2 separate regions of the Drosophila melanogaster genome follow, and region 1 is linked to region 2. Evidence: chromatin contacts called from public Hi-C data. All regions are on one chromosome and are shown on one strand. Each heading gives the region's core, a stretch centred on a gene start, on an enhancer-like site or on the middle of the called end of the contact. The rest is flanking DNA. Distances are from core to core; before and after follow the strand shown.

Region 1 (2,700 bases), core at 71-2,570, 1.0 Mb after region 2:
TACCTTTTTTTAACATAATAAAACTAGCAGCAAATAATACTTTATTTCCCTAAGAAATAAATATACCTGAATTTTTTAGAACGAAATTAATTTCACCATTTAAAATAATTTATATTGTTTTAATTCGAAGAAACCAGAACAGGGCTGGTATTTTAAAGTATTTCGAAGTCAATAAATATTAAAATATACATATATAAATAATCGATTTAAACAAATAATTTAAAAAACCGCAAATAAATTTTAAAGCGAAAATCTTAAGTATAGTATGGAAAAATTAATAAATAATTTTAATGGCCAATATAATTGAGATTTTATTTTTTTTTTTGGATTTTTGTGACCTCATACATTACAAACATACACACATGCATTACTCCTTCTCTCTGTATGACAGAGAGAATTGAGGGAGAATTTGTTTTAAAACATAAGAGAACATTTTTTTCTCTTTCGAATTCGAATTGAAAGTACAGTCAGACGGGAACACACAAAATGAAAATGTGTATGTGTATGTAGCGGGTCGCTGCGATGTACATATGTTTGTGTGTTCCACACGTATGTACATACAGCTGCGTTCGTGGAAATAGCACTGAAAGGCATCAAACGGTTTTTTTCCGTATTCCCTTTTGTTAATTAATTTTTTTTTTCGCTTCGTCTTCTGTGTCGCAAAACAAGCAAAGCAGTTACAAATGGCTTTTTGTACCTGCACTGCTCTTTAACAAAACATATAATTTCAGTAATTAATATGAACTTATTCATTCTGAAAAACCGCTTGACAAATTGAACATAGCATTCATATAAAATCATCAATTTAGAAAGTGGCGGTCATATGCACTACTATTAGCATGAGCACAGTTGTATATGCTTGGCTATGTATCAATGTGTTTGCATTGATGCATATCGGTTTTGTAGAATTCGTCGCATTAACGAATGTAGCTGGCAGTTAAAAATAAGATATGTATGTTTAAAATAAATTTTGGCCCTAAGAACTGTGTAATGTACATATGCATACATACAGTTCTGTATTTTTCCCACACTCCACACACTCCATAGTTTGTATGTTTGGCACGCCAGCGTTTATGTACATACCCGTGATCGTATGTTTGTATGAAAGTAACAGGCCAAAAAGTTTTATAAGGCCTTTTCCCTCCACCACGTGTATGTACATATGTATGTATATGACACTGAGCGCTCTCTCAGCAACACTAATTCTACCAACAAAATGACTATAACGACTCTCTTCGCGCTCTCGCTCTCCCGCACACACGCACACCAGCAAAGAATTGCGCACACAGTCCAACGCAACGCAACGCATACACATTTATCCGCCCGTTTGGATTTGGAAGCACAGTGAGAAGGTAAGGCAGAGACGGCAATTCAATTCAATTCATTCGTTGTTGGTACGAGCGGCGCGCGAACCAACCTCATATATTGTATTTTCCGCATTCGCATTGATACGATACCATACTGTGTGCTGTGTACTGTGTACTGTATAGCATATATACCATACCACACCAACAAAACACAAGCGATACGATACGATACAATAAACTCAGCGTATGCAGCGCTGTTTGTTTATTTTTTACAAGCTAAATACAAACGACAAAACAAATCCGCAAAGCCGCCCGCGTTTCGCGTTTTCCCAACCAAAAAAACAAATAAAATCAAACAACAAATAAGCGAAAAAGGCCTAGACAAAAAAAAAGAAGTACAAAAAAACAACGTGCATTGTGAAATTCTTAAATTTTCGAATTTCATTTCGAAGTTTTGGCTTGTGCCGTGTTCCTTTTTTTCCTTGTAACGTGCATCATACATTCGCGTTTGTGGCCGTACATGCATACATACATGCAATAATCAATACAATACGACGTACAACAAACTGCGTAGAACAGTATTAAAAAAAGGAAAACAGACAAAAAAACTGGCTTAAGACTCGACTCCAATTTGCGTTGGTGTGCGTATTACATACATACGTACTTGTGCTAAAACTAAATATATATGCTTTAACCATTTAGGAATAAAAGTGAAAGATATAGAACGGAAATCCCAGTATAAAGCCAATCCACGATTGAAACATTCGGACTAGATCCGAAATCTCACAGTTATGGAACACTTTCATCAAATACAGGTAAGCTTGTGTGCAGGTATACGGCGTTTTATTTAAAACACACACGCACGCACACACAAACACACATTTATATACACTCATGGCACAACACACATACAATCATGGGCGCGTTTATGTATAGGTTGCCGCGTTTTAATCATTTTCCCGCCAAACGACAATGTATAATTAACAAAAAAGCCAGGCACCTATTTATTTATTATTTATTTGGATATTTCGGCACCTGATTGCCTTTTCTCAGCCGCAGTGGAAACTTTTTGTGAATATATATGCTGCATACATACTTACATACGTATGTACATGCAAGCGCTTGTACATCCATTGCGTCTCGCTTTTGTTTTTAGTTATTAAGTAAATCGGCATGTTACTAAATGCAAAAAGTGTACGCCTATGTATGTGCAAGTATGCATACAAACAAAAAAGCGACGCTGTACAATCAAAATTGTATTTTGCGTGCGCATCCAAGTCCGCCATTTTTCTTATTAGTTTGTATAAATATACAAATATGTACATTTATACCAAGAATCGTGAATGCCTTGATGTAAACGGTAAACCGCATTGCTTTTCGTTTCTTATGAAAT
Region 2 (2,700 bases), core at 41-2,540:
AATGTTAGACACATACATATTTAGTAGCTTAATCCAATCACAGCTGATTCTTTTGAACACAACTTGTTATTTGCTGATCCCAATTTTCTAAAACAAAAAGATGGTAGAACAAATATGAATAGAAAAGAGTCACGTCAATTTGCATCGAAAGCGGAAACGGCAACAAACACCCACAAAGGATTAAGATAATGATATAAGTAATGATTAGCGTAAATGGGAGGATTTAAACAATTATTATGCTAAATGAAATATACTATTAAAAACCTATGTACCATACGTTGTGCGTAATGCCCAAACTAAACGTGATAAAAGACTGTTACCAACTACATACACACATACATAATACCGAGATGGAAACAACCGTAAATCTAAAACTAAAACCTAAACTTAAATCGGCATAGTTTCGCATGAAAAGGTAATATATACATACATACATAAATATAACAAATATATTCATACGCGCACTAAAAGGAAGCGTTGCATAGTTTAATTACATTTACCGTACGAACACTTTTTATAGATGTTTAATGTTGTTATGGTTAAGATAAATCCGGACGAATTGATGGATTTTGGCCAAGCACGGTGCACTGCATATATGTAGCAAGTGAGCCAAGTACAATTTACACAAATGTATACATAATTAGATGCATATATGGTTCGATGTAAACTAATAATAAATCGATGTAAAAGCGTAAAAACGGAAGTTAAGAAACCACACACACACACAAACACACACACCCACAAAAACCAGAAAAAGCTGAGGCGACAAAAATATGAGAACTCTGTTAAATGTTTGTTATGCATTTGTTTTTTTTTTTATCTAAATTAATATTAAACTAATGTATTAGTGAATAAACTTGTGTACCTACATACAAAACAATGATAAAGCAGTTATGGCGGTGGTTTTATTTGTTTTTCTTCCAAAATAATAATTGCAAGAGCTGTACGAAAGTAATAAATTACTTCGATGCCAGAACGTTAAATAATTTCTTTAAATGTTTTATATTTCATTTTGTGGCATTCAATGCTTATTTTTTTTTTTTTGAACGTTTGGCGCTGCATTTACCACAATCAGTGATTTAAGCAAATAGTGGGGAAAACCCTTTTGTGAAAGTGAAAAAAAGTTAGCTTTTTCTTAAAGTTATTCTAGATTTCGTATCAATTCAGTGCTCAGACTATCGAGAAAGAGTGAACATCTATCGACAGGCTAGTATCGACACGGGCACCGACGGTCACACTGTCCGAATCCGAACTATCAGCCTATCGCTCTCCGATAGCAGCAGTCGCTACTTGTCCGAACCAATCGCCTATCGGGGAGACTGCGTGGCTGCTGCGTTCCGTAAAACGCAAAGAAGCCAAAAAGCAAGGGCATTCGCATTGACCAAAGCACCAAACGCTGCTCCTTTTCGAAAAACTTCAGTGCGCTTTTATTTCCCCGCCGCTGTCACCGCTTTAAGGAGCACCAACATCTAATTATTGAAAATCCTAACGAACAGTTTAGTCGAACAGTGTAAAAGCGTGAAAAGAAAAGAAAGGAACGAATAAAATAAAAGAAAAACCGCTAAGCGAGTTCCGCAAAATGAGTGGGGATGTGGCTGCCGAAAATGTAAGTGCCCTAAACGAAATATCCATTCCTTTTTTATGTAATGTGCAAACGTGTTGAATGGGGGGACTTTGCCTGCCGCCTGCAGCCTGCCTGTCAGTCCCAAAAAATCAAGTTAAATTCTGAACCGCATAATTGTAGGGTGCACAGGATAGTTGCAAGTGTACCGCTCGCTGCTGGCAGCTGGCAGCGACGCCGACAGCGCTGCCAGCAGAGTGCGTAAAATACAACGAGCAGAGAAAAAAAAGTAAGAAGAGGTCTTTTGGTAATTGACGAAAATGGCGACAATGCAAGTGGGAAAAGGTGAAGGATGGTGTGAAGCAGGGAGGGGAAGAGCCGAGGCAGACGAAATGTATTTGGCACAGTGTGGCCGCAGCTGGCTGGTATTTTAATCAAAACTGGTATTTTCACCAGCCACTCGAACGTTGCCTTTCCACATTTTTCCCCCTCAAAAACACCCTTTAACTAACTCATTTCCCTGCATTTCCACTGCAACTTGCCTTATTTACGTTCGCATAGCGTCTCAATTTCCCTGTTCTTCGTAGATTACCACCAAGTTTGGTCACACTGCCCTCTTCCACACACATAATATCACATGTGTTTGCTGCTGTTGTTGTTGTTGTTGTTGGTTGTGGACCGCTGCTTTCATGTACATATGTAATTGCAAGTGTCCCATTTTGCAATTACACTTCTACATGCACATACATATACGAAGGTGTTCCGTCGTCTGATAAGACAGATGTGCCACCCCAAAACAGCCAAAAACAAATAAAAGCATTAACTAGAAAATGCTCCGGATGAATAATATGCAACCACAATAACAACAATAACCCCGTGGGGATGTGTTTGTGTGTGTAGCTGTTAAAAAAAAAAAAAAAAATGCAAAAAGTGTAAAAAAAAAGCAACGATTTTCTGTATTCTAAACGACTCTTGTGCGTGTGTGGGTGTCATTGTTTGGCAAGGTGTTTTTTAAATATATATTAACCTATTCCAAGTGATTCGGAAACAATTTTCAATTTCCTGTCGCCATCGCTCGGCGGCTCTTCTTCTTCGATTAACCCATTGCTGGTAGTTTAAAGTGAATTTTCCTACGCGGC

What was found. Hi-C and Micro-C count contacts between places; a contact is called where the count stands out from the background.
Region 1: a contact with region 2 is called in a Hi-C map of the Kc167 cell line, with 3 times the contacts expected there. The contact joins the promoter of Dsp1 here to the promoter of Top1 in region 2. A contact is called at or near these places in 2 of 107 Hi-C or Micro-C datasets (the Kc167 cell line and embryo) and 1 of 6 datasets of contacts at active chromatin or transcription factors (the Kc167 cell line).

Annotation. Positions count from the first base shown.
Region 1 is chrX:16,332,292-16,334,991 of dm6, forward strand. Dsp1 (Dorsal switch protein 1) reads left to right here and starts at 1,321. Exons shown (of 7, transcript NM_206762.3): 1 at 1,321-1,472; 2 at 2,010-2,122. The coding sequence starts at 2,099. It overlaps CG9921, which reads right to left and starts at 1,309. Exons shown (of 3, transcript NM_001272680.2): 1 at 1,084-1,309.
Region 2 is chrX:15,318,202-15,320,901 of dm6, forward strand. It overlaps Top1 (Topoisomerase 1), which reads left to right and starts at 1,291. Exons shown (of 8, transcript NM_001014742.2): 1 at 1,291-1,606. The coding sequence starts at 1,580. It overlaps gce (germ cell-expressed bHLH-PAS), which reads left to right. Exons shown (of 10, transcript NM_001272637.2): 10 at 1-873. It overlaps mir-4957 (mir-4957 stem loop), which reads right to left and starts at 1,836; the gene lies at 1,753-1,836.